7 separate regions of the Mus musculus genome follow, and regions 1, 2, 3, 4, 6 and 7 are each linked to region 5. The links are chromatin contacts, called in public Hi-C and promoter capture Hi-C maps. All regions are on one chromosome and are shown on one strand. Each heading gives the region's core, a stretch centred on a gene start, on an enhancer-like site or on the middle of the called end of the contact. The rest is flanking DNA. Distances are from core to core; before and after follow the strand shown.

The links. Promoter capture Hi-C pulls out the DNA fragments that hold promoters and counts their contacts. A called contact is a pair of places that touch in the nucleus more often than the background predicts. Capture Hi-C pulls out chosen DNA fragments and counts their contacts.
Region 1: a promoter capture Hi-C map of second pharyngeal arch cranial neural crest shows a contact between it and region 5. The contact joins the promoter of Exo5 here to the promoter of Ppie in region 5. A contact is called at or near these places in 8 of 39 promoter capture datasets (the 3T3-L1 cell line, the HPC-7 cell line, cranial neural crest and 5 more) and 2 of 115 datasets of contacts at active chromatin or transcription factors (large pre-B cells and stem cell-derived neural progenitor cells).
Region 2: a promoter capture Hi-C map of second pharyngeal arch cranial neural crest shows a contact between it and region 5. The contact joins the promoter of Cited4 here to the promoter of Ppie in region 5. A contact is called at or near these places in 4 of 39 promoter capture datasets (cranial neural crest, embryonic stem cells, hippocampal neurons and 1 more).
Region 3: a promoter capture Hi-C map of liver shows a contact between it and region 5, with 4 times the contacts expected there. The contact joins the promoter of Ctps here to the promoter of Ppie in region 5. A contact is called at or near these places in 5 of 39 promoter capture datasets (cranial neural crest, hippocampal neurons, liver and 2 more).
Region 4: a Hi-C map of B cells shows a contact between it and region 5, with 6 read pairs. The contact joins the enhancer-like site here to the promoter of Ppie in region 5. A contact is called at or near these places in 10 of 39 promoter capture datasets (the 3T3-L1 cell line, the C10 cell line, cranial neural crest and 5 more), 1 of 484 Hi-C or Micro-C datasets (B cells), 3 of 115 datasets of contacts at active chromatin or transcription factors (embryonic stem cells and stem cell-derived neural progenitor cells) and 1 of 9 other capture datasets (embryonic stem cells).
Region 6: a promoter capture Hi-C map of embryonic stem cells shows a contact between it and region 5. The contact joins the promoter of Nfyc here to the promoter of Ppie in region 5. A contact is called at or near these places in 13 of 39 promoter capture datasets (the 3T3-L1 cell line, the C10 cell line, the HPC-7 cell line and 7 more), 7 of 115 datasets of contacts at active chromatin or transcription factors (cardiomyocytes, embryonic stem cells and epiblast stem cells) and 2 of 9 other capture datasets (embryonic stem cells and liver).
Region 7: a contact with region 5 is called in a promoter capture Hi-C map of adipose tissue, with 2.9 times the contacts expected there. The contact joins the promoter of Mrps15 here to the promoter of Ppie in region 5. A contact is called at or near these places in 1 of 39 promoter capture datasets (cranial neural crest) and 1 of 9 other capture datasets (adipose tissue).

The regions. Positions count from the first base shown.
Region 1 is chr4:120,923,701-120,926,400 of GRCm38.p6, forward strand. It overlaps Exo5 (exonuclease 5), which reads right to left and starts at 1,305. Exons shown (of 2, transcript NM_028457.2): 1 at 811-1,305.
Region 2 is chr4:120,665,212-120,667,911 of GRCm38.p6, forward strand. It overlaps Cited4 (Cbp/p300-interacting transactivator, with Glu/Asp-rich carboxy-terminal domain, 4), which reads left to right and starts at 1,352. Exons shown (of 1, transcript NM_019563.2): 1 at 1,352-2,609. The coding sequence starts at 1,592. The coding sequence ends at 2,140.
Region 3 is chr4:120,568,954-120,571,653 of GRCm38.p6, forward strand. Ctps (cytidine 5'-triphosphate synthase) reads right to left here and starts at 1,323. Exons shown (of 19, transcript NM_016748.2): 1 at 1,198-1,323.
Region 4 is chr4:120,796,893-120,799,592 of GRCm38.p6, forward strand. The region is part of intron 1 of Nfyc (nuclear transcription factor-Y gamma); the gene reads right to left. Among named protein-coding and RNA genes, the nearest start is that of Mir30e, 26 kb to the left of the region's middle. Within about 2 kb of position 1,284, at least 39 of the 459 cell types and tissues checked have an H3K27ac peak or open chromatin away from gene starts, as enhancers often do. A contact at or near this core is called in B cells and embryonic stem cells, where this site is marked.
Region 5 is chr4:123,138,544-123,141,243 of GRCm38.p6, forward strand. It overlaps Ppie (peptidylprolyl isomerase E (cyclophilin E)), which reads right to left and starts at 1,408. Exons shown (of 10, transcript NM_019489.6): 1 at 1,359-1,408; 2 at 323-421. The coding sequence starts at 1,389.
Region 6 is chr4:120,824,327-120,827,070 of GRCm38.p6, forward strand. Nfyc (nuclear transcription factor-Y gamma) reads right to left here and starts at 1,415. Exons shown (of 10, transcript NM_008692.4): 1 at 1,204-1,415.
Region 7 is chr4:126,045,638-126,048,456 of GRCm38.p6, forward strand. Mrps15 (mitochondrial ribosomal protein S15) reads left to right here and starts at 1,291. Exons shown (of 8, transcript NM_025544.2): 1 at 1,291-1,562; 2 at 1,797-1,841. The coding sequence starts at 1,433.

The DNA.
Region 1 (2,700 bases), core at 55-2,554, 2.2 Mb before region 5:
TTTATTTATTTATTATATATAAGTACACTGTAGCTGTCTTCAGACACACCAGAAGAGGGCATCAGATCTCATTACAGATGGTTGTGAGCCACCATGTGGTTGCTGGGATTTGAACTCCGGACCTCTAAAAGAGCAGTCAGTGCTCTTAACCTCTGAGCCATCTCTCCAGCCCCCTTGACTTCTTAAAGATATAGAAATATCTACTAATATTCATATTAAATATTTTATATATGAATATATGTTTTAAAAGTTTTAAAACAGATAAAGCTGAAAATTATTAGGTGAAAAATTAAATGAGATAGATGTTCAGAAAATACCAGATCGGCATCAAGAGTCTAGGGATCCTGAAGATACAGATTTTGAATCTAATCTTGAAACGTCCAGTAGAATTTGCTGGTATGCTATTTGTTTGTTTGTTTCTTTCTTTCTTTATTTTCTGGTTTTTCGAGACAGGGTTTCTCTGTGTAGCCCTGGCTGTCCTGGAACTCACTCTAGACCAGGCTGGCCTCGAACTCAGAAATCCGCCTGCCTCTGCCTCCTGAGTGCTGGGATTAAAGGCGTGCACCACCACGCCCGGTTCTGCTATTTGTTTCTTGAATAATCTTGGGCACATTTCAAAAATTCTCTGATGAGACTGGCACATCTTTAAAATGTATACTGGTAAGCTAATCCTTCAATGCCCACAGAGCTAAAACAGTACAGATATTAACTAACACACAATAAATGTGGCTTTCCTTCCAAAGGCATTGATGGGTCTACTATGTATCTATTTGCTCTGAAAAGTTCAGGAGAGAGGCAACTCGTACTCACCTGGGCCTTAGTTGATTTCCCTCCTCACAGGGAAGAGCATGTATTAAAACGAGGGGAGATGGGGAGGCACCTTGCTATGATGGAATGTGGACTTCTGTTCTCTTCACCTGACCACTCCTTCACATTATGGTGTTTCCACTTGAGTCACACTGCTAGGGCAGCTGCGTGTCATAAATCCTCCTAACACTGGCCTCTCCAAGGGTAAGGTCTCCAGGCGGTAAGTTCTGCTCTCCAGGTTCCCAGCCGCAGCCTGAGGTCGGAGGCCCTGCCTTGCTGATGGCTTCCGGCTGCCTGCTGCTGCCTTCATCCTCTGCGTCCTGACTCGTTACAGGCCTTCCACGCAGGCAGGCGTGTGCTTTCCACTCAGCCCCCAGCCCCAGTCCCCCTGGTGTGCCCAAGCGCAAAGACTCAATCGCGGGCCCAAAATGCACAGAACAAAAACCCGAATGAGGGGCGTGCCTGAAAGGGGCAGCCCCTTAGCTCTTCACCCCTGTCCCAGAATTCCCGGCGGCGGTTGGAGGCCCGCCCCTTTTCATGTCACACCCCTCCCCACCCACCAGGCCCCTGGTTCTCGCGACACTGGGGCTGAGTGGGCGTCTGCAGTCCGCTGTATTTCCTTATCCACCAGTGCCTAGTGCAGGCTGTTACCGTCTCGTTCTCTTACGCCCGCCCGGTGAGAGGACGGTCATGGTGGTCGTCTCGCTGTCCCCAGTGCAGCTGGCCTCTGACACCCTTGGAGCCCGAATCCGGATCTTAGCACCTGACATCAGCTTTCCCAGCTTAGTGAACAATCATGAACTCAAGCTTCAAAGACGCTGGCAGTTGTCAGTGTCTTATTTTATTTTATTTATTTCTTATCCTTTTTATTGGCCTCCAATTTGGGTTACTCCTGCCTCTGCTTTTTCGGTGCTGGAATTACAAGCCATTGTGCCCTTATGCCCAGATTCTTTTTAAAGATTAAAAAAAATGTTTTGTTTTTTCCTTTATGTGTATGAATGTTTTCCCTGCATGCATGTCTGTGGTTCATATCTTCTTGGTGCCCTCGGGAGCCAGAAGAGGGCCTCAGAGTTACAGAAGGGTTGAGTCACATGGGCACAGAGAAACAAACTAAGGTCCTCTGTAAGAGCAGCTAGTGCTCTTAACCTCTGAGCCTTTGAAAAATACTTCCCAGCATCTATGGTGACCCACACCAAAAATCTCAGCGCTGGGACTCTAGACTTGAGTCTAAAGTCCAGAAGGATAAAGCCTAGCTGTTAGGTTCATTTAGTTAATTCAGTCACCAGTTTAAGGGGTTCACCAGAATCAGGGTTTTATAAAGTGTATTGTATCAGGGGGAGGATGAACAGATTCCAAACAAGGAACTTGCGTAGGAAAAAAAAAAAAAAAAAAAAGAGGAAATTTCCAAATGTGGAGTAAAACCCATGAAATACTATCTTCAATCACAGTGGGAGCAAAGATAAAAGAGAAGCACTTGTGCCCCTCCCTTTGGCAGTATGGAAGCAGTAGAACCCCCCCCCCCACCCCCCCACCCCCCCCCCCCCCCCCGCCACCCACCATTCAGAGGAGAACTTACCTCCCAGGAAGAGACTTCATAGGATCCTTACAGCTTGTCAGACCACTCTGCAGAAGACACAAGCTGAGACAACTGTGGACAGGACTGTTCCTTGATCTGCTTAGTTGTACATCCCTCTTGCTTTGTTTAAACCTAAACCACATGTCAGAACCCCAAAGACAGTCTTGGAAATCATTAGGCCTCTGTGTTTGTTCCTCTTTCCAAAGTGACCTCATCGAATAAATCCCCTTTCTTTCATTAAGGGCATATTGAAGATGAGTGGCTGAGTCTAGTCTCTTAATCCTACTAGAACCTAGTGTTAGGCCCTAAGAGAATCC
Region 2 (2,700 bases), core at 102-2,601, 2.5 Mb before region 5:
TATGGAATCAAGTGATGCCCCCCCAGCCCCCACCCAACGCCCCTGCAGGTGGCAGAGCTATGATTAGAACTTGGGCCTCTGAACTCGGCTGCTAAACTTCTCCCCTCTACACCAGCTAGATAAACCAAAGTTCCAGGAAGGCCAGAGGCTGCTGCAGGGGGGAGGGGAGCCTGAGGAGGGGAAAGCCAACATGTGTAAGTCAGGCTCCAGGAAACCGTCCCCGGCATGCCTGTGGCTCAAAGAGCTTGTTGCATATAGGAATGACTATTTGCATACAGCCTCTGCACAGCCTCATTTTCCTTTGGTGCCTTAGTCTTCTTATCTGCAAAATAGGGCTAAAAATTCATACCCTACCCCAGAAAGGCACTTGTAGAATGTAGAGCACTCTAAAGCTCCAAGTTAGGATTATTGTGATTCAAAGAAGCTTTGGAAATCCCCCATTGGGTGATCATTAGAGCCAGCCTTATAGCCAACCTTTCACTAGATTAAAGAACATTTAATACATATGTATGTGCCAGGCACTATGGAGGGCTCTATACACACACACACACACACACACACACACACACACACACACACAGAGCCTCAGCTAACTTTCACCATAGGCGCTTGTGGTCTCTGCTACTCTGGCCAGCATCCTACGGAGGAGAAAGCCGCAGTTTGGTGAATGAGCTGCAATTCACGCCATCATTTGCTCATTCATTCCACTTTTACAGAAAGCCAGCTCTGAACCAGGCTGCGGGCCAAATGCTGAGGGTAAGAAGATGAACAAGTCCTTCAGGAGACATGCCCATAAATTACTTTAATAACAACTCAGGACAAGCTTCAACAGACAGCACAGTGTGAACCAGAGAGAAGGAGCAATTGGCTCCCTGGGGATTGTAGGAACAGAGAGCTGACCTCTTCAAAGGACATTGCACTTCGCTGAAGTGCAATACAAAGTTCCGGGTTTGAATCTTAAAGGCTTTATTTACTGTGTGTTTCCAGGAAATCTCTCCTGCCTCTGAGGCTCAGTCCGAAAAAATAGTAAATTGAGTGACGCCAAGATCCTGAAACTACAGGAACTGGCCCTCTCACCTCATCTGGCAAATTCAAGCTACTCCCATACCCCCTCTTAACCAGTACCTCGAAGGCCTGACCAAGCCCCAGAAAAATGTCAACCACCCAGCCCTACCAAAGTGCCTGCATCCTGGGACGCCCTTGCAGGCCCAAAGGGCGGAGCTCTGGTAGGGGGCGGGACCAATACCTTCTTGGACAGGTTCACGACCCGCCCAGAAGGGATTCATCCAGCCAATGACAGAGAGTGGGCGTGGCGTTCCCGCCTCTTGGTATAAAAAATCTCCGGACTTCAAGGCACTGCGCGAAAGCCTGGGAACCCTTGGGCTGTCTGTTTCTTTTGCGGCCTGCAACTACTGCTGTGGGCAGCGCAGAAGAGAGGAGATCCGGGAGACCCGGGTGAGACAGTGAACGAATCCGATTTATTCTTCCTCTGCCTGGTTGAGTTGCAGGGACTGCACAGTGCCCGGGTCTCCCGCCCAAGAGGAGCCGCTGGCCGAGACCCGGGGCGTGCCCTGACTGTCCGCCAGCTGCTATGGCCGACCACCTGATGCTCGCCGAGGGCTACTGCCTGCTACAGGTGCCGCCGCACACCCACGGCCCGCACGCTCCCCGGACTCTGCAGCCATACGCAGGCCCGGGCATGGACAGCGGTCTGCGGCCGCGGGGGGCTCCGCTGGGACCGCCGCCGCCACCCGGGACCCTGGCATACGGCTCCTTCGGGTCGCCGGTCTCTTTCCAGCCCTTCCCCGTCTCGCAGTCGCCGGGCGCCGGTAGCACGCACCTGCAGTCTGCAGCCACACCGTCCCCGGGCCGCATCCCGGCGCCCCCGGCAGCCGCTGGAGGGCCCTCACCTCTGCAGCCGGCGCCCGGAGCCGCAGCCTCGTTGCCGCCGCCGCCGCCGCCACCCGCCCTGGGCTGCATGGACACCGAGCTCATCGACGAAGAGGCGCTGACGTCGCTGGAACTCGAGCTCGGGTTGCACCGCGTACGCGAGCTGCCGGAGCTCTTCCTCGGCCAGAGCGAGTTCGATTGCTTCTCAGACCTGGGGTCAGCGCCGGCCGCCGGCTCGGTGAGCTGTTGAGAGCCACCACCCAGAGACACGGGACCTTGCGCCCGGTGGCCCGGCTCCCACACACCCTCCGTGAGGGTGGAGGCGCCTGGTTTTCGTGCCGAGACGGCTCCAGCCGAGAACACCTGCCTTGCCTCCAGGCTCTGCCTCCTGCCAGATGACAGTTGGGTCTCGCTTCTCATACCCAAGCCTCAGCGGTCTAATGGAGGGAACTGAACCAGCCTTCGGATTCCACGTTCTTGGATTCTGTGCCCTCTTTCCGCCGCCTTGCCCCAATCTGAGCCATTACAGGCCTCTGCCTGACCTTCCTTCTCGAGCAGCCTACTAACCGGATTGGGTCTAGGGAGCCATCTCTCCGTACCCCCTACCTTCCCTGGGCCCCTGGCCCGGGGGAGGGAAGGATTTTACACCTAACCCCTGCAGAGTGGAGCCATGCTCCCGCTGGCCTCTAAAACCAAAATAAAACTGGGTTGCTTTACAATTTTGAGTTTCCATTTCCTTTTCATCCCCACCCTCAAGTACCTGTAACTTGCAAAAAGTCTGAGGCTGTTAGAGTCCCAAAGTGAAACTGA
Region 3 (2,700 bases), core at 73-2,572, 2.6 Mb before region 5:
TAAGATTCTGGCAGTCTCCCAGAGTGACTGGCAAAAAAATATTCCAAAAGCCACAAAGAGCCAGTTGGAGAGGACCCATTCCCTAACGTTTACAAACTACCTATTATGGGAGAGCTACTCACATGCTGGGGGTACCACAAACTTAAGTCAAATGTGGGTCCAACTTAAGTATCTCCGGGAGAGATGACCTGGACTGAGGGAGGATCCAGGAGCTCCTTTTGAAAACCTGCCTTGTAATGGGCCCGTAAGGCTGACTGACTGAAATGAGCTAGGAATCAGGCAAAGCATGAACAAGCAGGTGAGCCCACAGGATGCACCAAGAAAAAAAGATTAGGGCAAAGGGATGGCCAGGGGCCAGTCCATGGGCAAAGTTGAATGTCCACGCTGCACTTTTTTTTCTGAAGATGACAAGACACAAAAGGTTTTTCAAGTACAGGAGCTATAATATAGAGCAAGGGGCACCAGATAAATTCACGAATGAAAAATGTGAAAGCTTTTGTTAAAAAAAAAAAAAAATGAAGTTGGTGAAAATCAGGCTCAGGATCCACCGCAGATGTGCTGAAATCTAAATCTAGCCCCGAAGTGCCTGATGCCCGGGTTCGCACCGCCGTAAAAAGTGGGACGAGAACCACAGCAGCACCCACCCGCGTCACCCGGCTGCTGAGGATTTAAAATAATGAGTGTGGACGTAAGGCAGCCACGCTGACGTAGTGGCCTCAAGAACGCCAGCATCTTCGCGCTGGGCTGGAAAGAGAGACAGCAGCTGGGTAGCCTGGGCCGTGAGGCCCAGCGAACCTACAAGCCCCTTCCTCCCGCGCGCCGGGCAGCGCCGGGAGGAGCTCAAGGCCGCCAGTCGGGCCCCATCACAGGCTGGGGCTCTGGGAGACCCCTCCGCGGCGGCACACCGCGCTCTCTACCTCACCAAGCCCGGCTGCCCGCGTCGCCGGACTCGGCCCCTTTCCTTAGCCGGGCCACGCGGCCCGCGCGCGGGAGCCGGCAGCTCGCGTTCCGGGACTGCCCGCCCCACTCCCGTTAGAGATGCAGCCCATTGGGCAGAACGCCGGGCCAGCTCTCCCCTGATTGGTGAGAAGAGACGTTTATCGCCCCGGCGGCGTGGCCGTCCGCGCCGGGCTCTGTCGGCGCCACAGGCTCTTGCACCCGGGAGCCGTTCCACCGGGATCCCTGAAGTCTGCCTACCTGAGGCCGGCTTCGGAGTCTCGTGTCAGCCACAGCAAGGCCGGCGCGCGCGTGGTGAGCCTCGGGCAGCCAGTGCTCGGCCGGGCCGCATGCGCCAGCCGTCTTTCTGAGAGGCGGGCTCTAGGCGGTGCGCACGCAGAGGGCGGGGAGAGGCGGGCCCAGGGGAGGGTGGGGCTAGGGCGCGCATGCGCGGGACGTCTCGCCGCAGCTTGTTGAGTGGCTACTGCGGGTGGGTCTCGGGAGTTGTGGGTTCTGTGGGCTTCCTCGCCCGAGGTCTAGAGGATGCTGGTGACTCGCATCTAACCGGAACCCTGAGGGCCTTTGCCTGGTCCCGCAATAGCCGGTGGACACTCTCACCTCCCATCCGCCTTCCCTCAGGCTGCGGGCCAAATCATCTCGTGCTCTCGCCCCGCACCGCCGCCTTCTCCCGGTGCCTGCTTGTCTCCCTCTTAGGCCGGGCCGCTTGGCTTCACGTCCTAGCCAGCTGCCTTTCCACACAACGCACCCTGACGGTGCCTGCATTAGAACAACTGTCGCGAGCCTACTTCCATCCGGCACTAAATGTAGAGAGGCAAACGAGCCCACTTCTAACAAGTCATGGGGATTTTCACAGACGATTGGGACTTGGGGAGTTAGTGTACAGCGGGTTCTGAACACGTAGCAGAAACGTTTACTGGCAAGGAAGGGAGGGAGGAATAGAAAATGAGGCAGAAGAAAAAGTCTGTGTGCACATTCCAGGCGAGGTCCAGAAGAGCCTTGCAGAGTGAACAGTGCAGGCTGGAGAGGTTGGAAGGGCAGCTCTATGCAGAGCGTTGTAGGCAAAAGATTTACAGCACCCAAGGTGATGATTTTGTCTTTTGAATACTACATAAACCCATGTGAGTTTTTAATACCCTCCACCCTGCAAAAACTACACAAAGGTTTCCTTAGGAAGTACCTTGTACCTTGAACTCCATCCAGGAGGCTTGTTTCCTTCCATTAGGAGTAATTTATTGCTTTTTTTTTTCTTCTGTCTTTGCTGAAAGAGTTAAAGAAAAGGTATGCCTCCCATGACCATACTGGTTTTTTTCAGGAAAATGACTCAAACAAGTAGAATTCCAAGAAACCACTTAGGAGAATTCTACAGGGGCTTCTCTCGGAGACTTCCGGATTCTTTCAGATCCCAACCAACAGCATGCTCTGAGTCTGCCCAAATACCCAAACTGCTCTGCTCCAAGAAGCTTCCATAAGAGGTACAAAACTGAACTCCTCCCCCAGTCGCTCTTCTGGGGGACCCCTTCACTCCCCTCCACTCTCCCATATTCTCTTTGATGGTCTTGCTTTCCATTTCACCAAGAAAATGCAAGCCAACAAGAGAACTTCTGTCTACCAGCCTGCTTTCATGTGTGCGAGCAGCATGGTCTTTCATCTTGGTACTTCAGACAAGTGGCTGCAGTGGAGAGGGCAGCCCCCCTCTTCTCACTGCTTCAGGTGCCATACAACTCACCGATGCCTGGGATGTCT
Region 4 (2,700 bases), core at 34-2,533, 2.3 Mb before region 5:
TGTTAGAGGAAAACATAAACCCAATATAGGAAAACATACTCTCTCCACATTCAAGGCAGAGGTCAAAAGGTTAAGAGTTTCAGAGATCTTGAAAGTAATCTGGGCCATACAGTGAAAACCTATTTAAAAAACAAGAACAAAGTGGCCGGGTGTGTGGCCCACGCCTTTAATCCCAGCACTTGGGAGGCAGAGGCAGGTGAATTTCTGAGTTCGAGGCCAGCCTGGTCTACAGAGTGAGTTCCAGGACAGCCAGGGCTACACAGAGAAACCCTGTCTCGAAAAAACAAAACAAAAGAACAAAAAAAGGCCACTTCTTGATCAATAATGTTTACTGCTAAAAGGCTGACCAAACCTGTTTTTTTTTTTTAAATAAAAAAAACTAAAAACAATGCTCTCCCTATTAAATGTAAAAAAAATCTTAGGCCTTTACTGTGAAAAGCAATTGTATGTGTTGGTACTAACACACACACACACACACACACACACACACACACACCCCTGTATGCTCTAAGTGTGCAGTGTTGATCCTCTGGAACTGGAGTTACTGCTGCTATGATCTCCCATGCAAGTGCTAGGGACACAACCAGGAATCAAGTCCTCTGAAAGAGCAACGAGTTCTCTTAAGCATTGAACCATCTCTACAGTCCCATATCATTCCTTATTAATGTCTCTAATCCAGCCTGCATAGGTCTTTTGGGCTATCATCTTCAACCATTCCAGTGCCTCCAACTTAACATAAACCAAGACATATTTTCTGTTATTCAAAGCACCTATCTTGCTTGGGTAGACAAGACAGCACAGTGGATAAAGTAATGTGTCACCAAGCCTAACAACCCGAGTTCGATCCCCTGGACTCATATTGGAAGGAGTACCAATGTCCACAAGTTTTCCTCTGAAACACACATACACACAAATCAACCAATTAGCCAAGTTAAAAAAAAAAAAAAGTGAGGGCTGGAGAGATGGCTCAGCGGTTAAGAGCACTGACTGCTCTTCCAAAGGTACTGAGTTCAAATCCCAGCAACCACATGGTGGCTCACAACCATCTGTAATTAGATCTGACGGCCTCTGGTGTGTCTGAAGACAGCTACAGTGTACTTAGACATAATAAATAAATCTTAAAAAAAAAAAAGTGAGAAAGTCCCTATCCCCACTCCTTTTTGGTCATTGTTCTTACAGCACTGTGGAGCTTTGAATGTTATGTTAACATGGGGCTGGCCTCTAAGCAACTACACAGTTCACTGCTTGCCTAAACACTCATTTGCATCAGTTTCCTAAGGACTAAGATTACATCTGGGTTCGGACTCCCACCCCAACTACCCATGCCTGTGTATACTAGGCAAGTGCTCTACCACAGAGCCCTGCACACTTTTTTTTTTTTTTTTTTTTTTTTGGTTTTTCGAGACAGGGTTTCTCTGTGTAGCCCTGGCTGTCCTGGAACTCACTTTGTAGACCAGGCTGGCCTCAAACTCAGAAATCCACCAACCTCTGCGTCCCAAGTGCTGGGATTAAAGGCATGCGCCACCACGCCTGGCACCTTTTTACTTTTTGACCACATCTTCCTGTCACTGTTAAAAGCACTTAAAGTTCCAGCTTTGCTTAAGTATTCAATGACCAACCAAAACTCTTCAAGTGTTACATTTAAAACAGCAACTGAGCAATGAAGAGAAAATGTTAATCTGAATAAGCAGATGAGGAAGAAAGGAAGTGATGAGACAGACTACTTTGTGCATGCTATGTTAGATAACCATCTAAATTGCAAAGGAAAAAAGAAATTGAAAACTAGAATTTCTAAACAATTCTACCAATAATTTGCTTCTCACATAAAGATGAACCTTAGAATATGCCGTTATCAATCACCTTGGCTAAAAATCATTTCAAGCCTTCAGTTTCCATCATAAAACCAATCACAAACCGACAACTTCAGAAGGAAAAAAAATAACACTGTTCTACAAATTAAGAGACCAGTTTGTGGGGGCTGAAGAAATGGCTCAGAGCTTACGAGCACCTGTTCTAGCAGAGGACCTGGGTTCAACCTCCAGCATATACATGGTGGTTCACAATTATATGTAACTTCAATTCTAGGGGATCCATCATGCACATACAAACATGTAGGCAAACACTCATACACATATTATAATCTGAAAATCAAAGAAGCTGAGAGAGACAGACTTGTTAGTATGCTGGTCTACCACATAGACACCACTACAAAAATGGAGTCTTACTTGACCCAACTGACTACTATCAAGATCAGCTGAGGGTTTGTCTACAATCTAGTGTTGGATTTGGCTATATACATTCTCCTTAAAGATCTGCTCACAAGGACATACTTTTAAACTGGCAACAGAGGCACATTTTCTCCTTCAAAACCATGTTTCTGTTTGCTATCTACTATAAGATGAAACAAGGGCCAGATCATATAGCTAGGTTTTAACAGGAAAAGAAAAAGGTACAGCAACTAGTACATACAATGGAAGTGACATGATGTGAAGAAGGTATTTTAAGTTTTGTTGCTGTGGAATAGAATATGGCATACATATTTTTTACTCCCCAACTTTCCTCACCCCAGCTTCAATCATACCAGAATGTATGACAGTAATGCCGTATGTAGTATGCACTACCGTAAGTAATTTGTAGGACGATTTAAAACAACTAAAAATTGAGTGAAGAATGTTAAAGCATGAGCCTAACAACTACTGC
Region 5 (2,700 bases), core at 158-2,657:
TCTGCCCCTCTGCCTCTCTGTGTGTGTCTCTGCCCCTCTGCCTCTCTGTGTGTGTCTCTGTGTGTGTCTCTGCCCCTCTGCCTCTCTGTGTGTGTCTCTGTGTGTGTCTCTGCCCCTCTGCCCCTCTGTGTGTGTCTCTGTGTGTGTCTCTGCCCCTCTGTGTGTGTCTCTGTGTGATTAGTGCTGGGAACTGAAACCAAAGCCTCATATGGTGGGCAAGAATTCTACTAGAACTTAAGAATGTAAATTTAGAACTGGAATGTGACTTTAATTCTTTCCCTATCGGAGGGTAATGAGCGTTAAAGACACTCAAATGACCCACCTGTTTCATAGTCCAGAGGAATTTGAATATCTGTGATGTCTCCAAAGGGGATAAATGCAGCATGAAGAACCTTGTCGTCCACCTCTTCTGCCAGCCCGCCTGCAAATGAGCCAAGGACCTTCTGAGCCGCTGTCCTACACACTCAGAGGTCCCTGCACACCAGGGACTTTGCCTGTCACTGGTATGACAGGCAAAGGGAGGGATCTTTCCATCCAGTCCTTTGTCTACACAAACATCTCTCTCTACAGCCTACCCACACTACTTTCCTTTCTTCAATCTCCTTTTAAACAGTTCTGATTCGATCTCCAACTCTTGTGAAAGCTTTGTAACTGACCTCTCTGCCTCAATTCCTTCCTCCAACCGCCCCCCCCCAACCAAATATAAGTGGAAATGAATCCATCGGTTCTCTTAGACTTCAAAGTCTTAAATGTCACTGTCCTCAAGATAAAGTGAGAGCTCCTTGGTAGTGTACACAGGGTTATCATCCGACTCTCGCCGATCTCTCTTGTATCTTCCATTTTGTTTTCCCCAATTTCCCTGAGTTTCTCGAAAAATGACCCAGCTGCCCCTAGGCGCCAGGCTCTTTTACGCCTTTGAGCTTCGGCTCCGGTGCAGCGAACAGCTTTGCCTCTACTCTGACTCTTTGCCCAACTCCTGCTCAACTTCTGCGTCCCGGCAACAGAAAGTTTGCCCTCACCCAAGTTCCTGTCATCATTGTTAGTCCCTATTACAACGCTAGGGTGTGTAGGTTATTTCCCACTTTCTCCTAGATAGTCTGGTAACTCCTCCTTTAGGGCAGAGATCCAGCCATTCCGCACTGAATGTTTGTAAAACGAATGGGCGGGAGGGATTTGGAAGCCCAAAATTCTTGTCACTCGTCGGGGTTCCTGTGCGCTTAGTGGACTAGGAAGGTCGCCGGAATTGTCCTTCCATCTCGGGCTCACACCCTCAGGCCCAGCAAGCCCTCCATAGACCCCGGCTGCTTTCCCCCTTTCCCACATTGCTCAGACTAAGTCTAGCTCCCGCGCCTGCTCACCCACGTACAGCACACGCTTGGTGGTGGCCATCTTGCTCGCGCCCGTTTCCGCCGGAAGCCGGCACTCGGCCGGCCCCCTCGCCGTCGCCCCTCCCCTTAGGTCGGGGCGGGTCTTTGTGCGGCTGCAGGCTCCGCCCCTTCTTGGCTGTAGCTCCCAGAGCTGGAAGGAAACAAACCTTGGTCTGATCAACCTAGATATTAACGGCAATTGAACCATTACCAACACACTATGGTCCGGGCTGTCCAGGCAGCTGTTTTTGGCCAATTCGGGAGCCAAGAACGGTTTTTACACTTTGAACCGGGGTGAGGCGAAGGATCGACAATATTTCTTGAGAGATGAAAATTATATGAAATTAAAATTTCAATATCACGAAGTTTAATTGTTAGAGTATAGCCACATCCGTTCCTTTTCTATTGTCTGGCTGCTTTCATGTTACAAAGGGAAGAGACCTGTTCCTCCCACGGCCATTGATATTTTACCATCTGGCCCTTTGGGCAAAGTGTTTGCTATACTCTTGTTCTAACGTAATATTTAAATTTATAGGTTCTCAATAGCAGTACAAAACAGTAGGATCACATTTGTTTGCTTGTTAGAGTATCCCACTATGCCTTCCAGATCTCAGCCTCCCCAGTGCTGAAATCCCAATTGAATACCACCAACCTACCTCAAATAGAAATTTAACAAGTTTTATTTTATGTATTTATTTTGAGACTGGATCTTCCTATGTAGTCCTGAATATCTTGGAATTCACTATGTAAACCAGGCTGACCTTGAACTTACAGAGATCTCTTCCTGAGGGTTGGGACTAAAAGCATATACCACCACAGGAAGCTTTGCTGTATTGTTAAAGGGCTCTAGCAGGCCCAAGCTTGGTAAGCACAGGTGTGGCAGGCCTTGTCCTTCTCCCCATTCCCTCTGCCTTGCTAATAAACAAACAAACAAACAGGGTTATATTCCTAAAGCTAGCCGTAGGCCAAATAAGGTCTATTCCCTTATTTGGCCTCCTCCTGAGGATGATCACCAAGGTCCAGCTATCAAAGTATTAAAGTTCAACAATTGTATTAGTCAGGGTTCTCTAGAGTCACAGAACTGTGGGTAGTCTCTATATAGTAAAGGAATTTAATCTTAATCTTTGATCTCCCTGTCTTAATCTTCTGAAATCCATAGCCACTATGCCTCAAGATCTCCATACTGAGATCCAGGTCAGAAACTTCTATCTCTCAGCCTCCAGATTAGGGTCACTGATGAGCCTTCCAATTCTGGATTGTAGTTCATTCCAGATATAGTCAAGTTGACAACCAGAAATAGCCACTACAACAGTCAAATCCCCCCTTGGCCTAC
Region 6 (2,744 bases), core at 165-2,664, 2.3 Mb before region 5:
CTCTTGCTTGTTCCCTCACAGAATGAGGATGGCACTGCCAATATCTGTGTGACTGTAAAATATACTCATACACCCAGGTAAGCACGCGAAACAAGGTCTATTACTCCTGAGTTTGTCTCACCTGCCCTCTGAACTGAAAGTTAAGAGAGATCAATTTTAAGGGGGAAGTGGGGTAACTCAGTTGGTAGAATGTTTGTCTAGCAAGCACAAAGCTCTGATCCTATATTCTTCTTAGACCAGTGAAAATTTCATATATAACATCTCAAAACTAGCATGATCCCAAATCCTGTAACCCCCAACTTCCCAATTATGCAAATACATTCTACAGCTGACTTTCTGATTCTACTTAATGTAATGTTAAAATGGCATTCAGCCTCTAAAAGTTGATACACCTGTCCAGTGGGATCCGGCTGTTTACCTGTTTCCCACTCTCCATTTCAGAACCCAGAATGGAGTCTGGAGTTCTACACTAATCCTCCGGGTTTCAAAACCCAAATTCTTACAGCAGGCTCCCTAATCCGATTCTGTCCTTCTGGTCCTCACTCCCACTACTTCCATACCATGCACTCAGACTTCTACTCAGGGTCATTCCCAAGCTGGATCAATTTCCAAGTCTAGCACCCCTAGGTCTCGAAGACACTTCTGTTCCGTGTTTACAAAGCAGGGGCTTGCACACCCCATCTTGTAGTTGACCGTGCCTCTGGTATTAGTAGTGACCCCTCCCCGTTGCAGGCCACACGCCAGGCTACCACTCTCTTTCTCCTCTGGGCCTCCGGCTCCGTCCCGGAGACTCCCCGCCACGCTGGCATTAGAGGGACCGTCGCCCTGCCGCCAGAGCCTGAGCAGCTAGCATCCCGACAGCCGCCAATTCCTTCATCACCCCCCAGGCCGGAGCCGGCGTGACCAATAAGGTGCCAGGTCCGCGGCCTCCCCGCCGCCGACCAATCACGAGCGAGCCCCCCCGCCGTCGCCTTCCGCCAATGGGAGAAAGCCCGCGGGCCCAGGCGCACGGACCCCGCGAGCGCAGCCGCGACGACAGCGGCGGGCCCGGCGAACACATAACATGGCGGCGGCAGAGCCGACCGAAGTGCAGCGGCGGCCGCAGAGGGAAGGGAGCTCTCCGCCATTGGCGGGAAGCACCGCCCTCACTGCCGGCCGCCCCCTCTCTCTCTCCCCTCCTCACCCAAGCTTTCATACACTCACAGGCCTCTACTCCGGCGTCCAGCGAAGAAAGCAGCCGCCCCCGCGCTGCTGCGCCGTCGGGCAATGCAGAGGCCCGGGCGCGGCGGAGGGGAGGGGGAAGCGTGCGTCACGAAAAACCGGAGCGCGTGCGGAGCGGGGGCGCAAACAAGATGGCGGCCGCGCCGTTTGTACCGTCTCCCCTGCCCCTCCCCCCACTCCGCGCCTCGACTCCCAGCAACGCGTAGTGCGCAGCGGCTGAGGTGCCTGAAGTCTCGCGAGAATTGTCTTGCCTGGCCAAGCGGGATAGTGAGAGCGGAGACTTTTGGGGCCCCGCCCCTTCCCAGGGGCGCGGGAGGCGTTTCTCGGTGACCTCCGAGGACGTTCTATATCCTTGAAGCTCTCAGCTAGGATGCGCTCGCTTCTGGGTTTTAGGAAATAGTTTTCCGTGTTTTGTTCTTCAAGGAAATGAATGGTAGGGAGAGAAGAACTTCGCGGGCATGGAAAATTTAAAAAGCCGCCTGGGGCTCAGCAAACCGGACGACCTGAATTCGATTCTTGGAACCCAGGATGGACCAGAAGAACAGAGTCCTGAAAGCTGAACTCTGATCATTAATGTGCGACGCGCGCGCGCACACACACACACACACACACACACACACACACACACACACACACACCAGTAAGTGAAGAAATAAAATTTCCAAACAACCAAAAAGGTGACATTTTAAAACGTTAAAATTGGCATAAAAAGGGCTGGAGAGATGGCTCAGTGGTTAAGAGCACTGACTGCTCTTCTGAAGGTCCTGAGTTCAAATCCCAGCAACCACATGGTGGCTTACAACCATCCGTAATGACATCTGATGCCCTCTGGTGTGTCAGAAGACAGCTACAGTGTACTTACATAAAATAATAAATATTTTTTTTAAAAATTGGCATAAAAAATTAAAGAGTTGGGAGGTGGCTCAGTAAAGTGCTTCCTACAAGCATTAAGACCTGCATTAGCCCCCCCAACACTCCATAAGCCACTAGCACAGTAGTCTCCCATACCTGAAAGGCTTGAAAAGAAACCTGCCAGCCTAGCTAAATAAGCAAGCTCCTGGTTCAGTGGGAGGCCCAGTCTATACAAATAGGTTGGGGCCAGCGCGGTAGAACTGAAATTCCAGCACCTGGGAAGACGGAAGCAAGAGGGTCTGTGAGTTCAACGCCAGCCTTGTCGAGTTCCAGGACTTCCAGAATTACGCAGGGAAATCCTGTGTCAAAAAATAGGGTGAAGTTTCCACTGAAGACATCTAGATGTTGCCTTCTATGGGCGAATGCATTCCATGCAAATACATTAACACAATATGTATGGCTTGGTGTGGTAATACATGCCTCTAATCTTGGCACTTTAGGCTGAATATGGAAGCCAACCATTTTGGGGAGGTGGGGGTGGGGATGGGGAAGTGTAGTATTTCACAAGGCCTGTCTATAACTGGTTGTCCGGTGCTCATTATGTAGTCCACACTGACCTTAAACTCAGCTAAATCTTCCTTACTTAGCCTCGGGGTCCTGGGATTACAGAC
Region 7 (2,819 bases), core at 41-2,540, 2.9 Mb after region 5:
ACTGTGCATTCTAGGCAGGGACTCTGCTAACCAAACCACATCTTCAGTTGCCTAATGTCATTTGAGTTTCATGTAACCACATTTGTCAGGATTATTCCCTGTGCTAATGGAGACCTTTCCACAAAAGCCTTGCCTGTCTTGGGTCTACTTTCCCCGGCCCTGATCTCAGGCTTGGGATGGTGTGTTCTTTCCTTGCCCCTCTCTTTACCCTCCCCACTACTTTTCCTTTATATTTGCCCTTGCATCCCTCATTTCAGTTTTACCACAGCTGAGTACCGAATACTGACTATTTAAACATGTGTTTTGTATACAGCTGCTTCGGTCTATAGGCTGAACAATGTAAAAGACATTGCTACCAATCTCATTTGATGTTTTGAGAACACTGCAGCCCATAAAGGTAGACTTTGCCCACAGGGTCTCATAGTAATGGCTCAGTACCCTACCAAAAACTCTATCCTTAGTCACTGAGATACAAGCCAACGAAAGAAGGCTAGAACCTGAGGGTTCTTACAGGGCCCCGGTGTCTGGAGGAGGGCCAAGAAAGAATATTAGCCTCTGGAGAAGGTAAGGAGAGTCCCACAGAAGCCCTAAAATAACTAGGACCTAAGACAATGGTTCTCTTTTTTTTTTTTAATTAAAGATTTATTTTATTTTATGTATATGAGTACACTGTAGCTGAACAGATGGTTGTGAGTCTTTTTTTTTTTTTAGATTTATTTATTGTTATATGTAAGTACACTGTAGCTGTCTTCAGACACTCCAGAACAGGGCATCAGATCCCATTACAGGTGGTTATGAGCCACCATGTGGTTGCTGGGATTTGAACTCAGGACCTTAGGAAGAGCAGTCAGTGCTCTTAACCGCTGAGCCATTTCTCCAGCCCCAGGCAATGGTTCTCAACCTTCCTAATGCAGAGATACTTTAATACAGTTCTTCATGTTGTGAAGACCTCTAATAAAATTATTTCCGTTGCTAGTTCATAACTGCAATTTTGCTACTATTATGAATTGTGATATAAATATCTGATATGCAAGATATCTGATGTGTGACCCCTATGAATAGGTCGCTCAACAACCTTCACCCCCCATGTGTCTTGACCAACAGGTTGAGAACTGAGGACCAGGTCAGGAACATAAGGAATTTAGAAAGTGATTAGGCCGGATGCAAGGTCAATAGGTGACATTATAGCGTTCACACAGTGCTCCGGGCCTGTAAGCGTAGAAACAGGCCCGCCCACCAGGCCAAATTCCTGGGCTCCGCCCCAGCTCCCTGACAATCCGGAACCGATCCATTCGCTCAGCCCTCGGCAGCTCTTGTCGCGCTCTCACCTCGATTGGTCGAGCCCGAACCGTCATGGCTGCGCCCATGTAACCTGGATCCACCGCGGAGCGGGCAGTGGCGGTGCGGGCCCCCCGTCGAGTCGGGAGTCAACATGCTGCGGGCCGCGTGGCGTGCGCTGAGCTCTGTTCGTGCCCAGGCGGTGACACGGGCCCCAGTCCCTGCGCTGAGGGGCGGAAGTAGCGCCAGTCTGCTCTCTGCGCGCTGTGGCCTGCAGCCTCCGAGTGAGCCGCCGAGCTGGGTCCCAAGGGACTGGGCGAAGATGGAGGAGACCAGGCACCCGGAGACCCGAGAAAGGCAGTGACAGGATGAGAAAGAGGGTGATGGCTAGGGAAGGGGTGATGAGGAGGGAGATAGGGAAGTGAGGCGGTAGTTAGGTGCAGGTGCCTACAGTTCGTGGGAGAAGGGACATGAGGGGCTGTGTATGGCAGAGTCTCAGCCCTTTCTATTCTGCGTAGGTCTACTGCGCGCCGCGCGAGCATACGCCGCCGTCCAGAAACCAGGTACGAGGACTTGGGTTGTTGAGACTTGAGGCCGCCTGGAAGGCTTGGGGTGGACAAGGGAACAGAGGTGGCGCGCAAAGGGACAGGCCAAGACCCCCCCACATTCATTGTTTAGGGGTGCACGAGAAGGTAGAAGTAAGAGCTTTCGCGTGAAAGCACTCACTCATTTGACAATACAGATCACCAAAAGCTCCGCCTCGTTGTGTGCATCCCTACTGTGTCAGATGAGAGTGAGGTCGAAGCCCGAGGTCCAACCCAGTCCAGCTTGGCTGGACCCAATGAGTGTGTGGCTGGCAACACTAGCAAGAGTTACAATTCTAGGAATGTAACACTTTTTATCTGCTATTCTGAGAGGAAGGATGAAGTTTCCCATCCTAAGTTAGCATGCCTTAGGGCCCTCTAACAAACACATACTATTTGAGGCAAGTTTGCTTTTTTTGTGAACCAGCGCTGAAATGAGTGTCAAAGGATCCATTGGAACACAGTTAATAGGATTCAATCATGGCAGCGGTATGAAAAGCACCCTTAACCCCGTGCACAATAAACTGTGATATCATAGTCTTTATTGCTTCTAGTGTCCTTTGCATAGTGGCAGGACAGAGTCTGGCTTGAGAGGATAGATTATCTTGGTTGCGCTGGACTGGGTTGGACTACAGGCTTCAACCTCACTTCCAGTGACATAGTAGGAATGCACACACAGAAGCCGAGCTTTTAGTGATGCGAACTGGCTATTGACATTCCCTTAAAGCTAGCAGCACTTCCTCTCACCCTGTACTTCATTCATGTGGTCAACCAGCAAGCTTTGTTAAAGTGCTACTTCTAGACTAGACTATGGACTAGGCTGGGGAATCGAGGAGTTAAAGAGAAGCCAAACTCACTCCTGTCCACGGGAGAACCGATCCCAGTGAGGAATCTGATAACTGTAGAGCCAAGTCGGTTTGTGTTGCAGGCACAGTGGATGTCTTGAGAAAGGCCCCT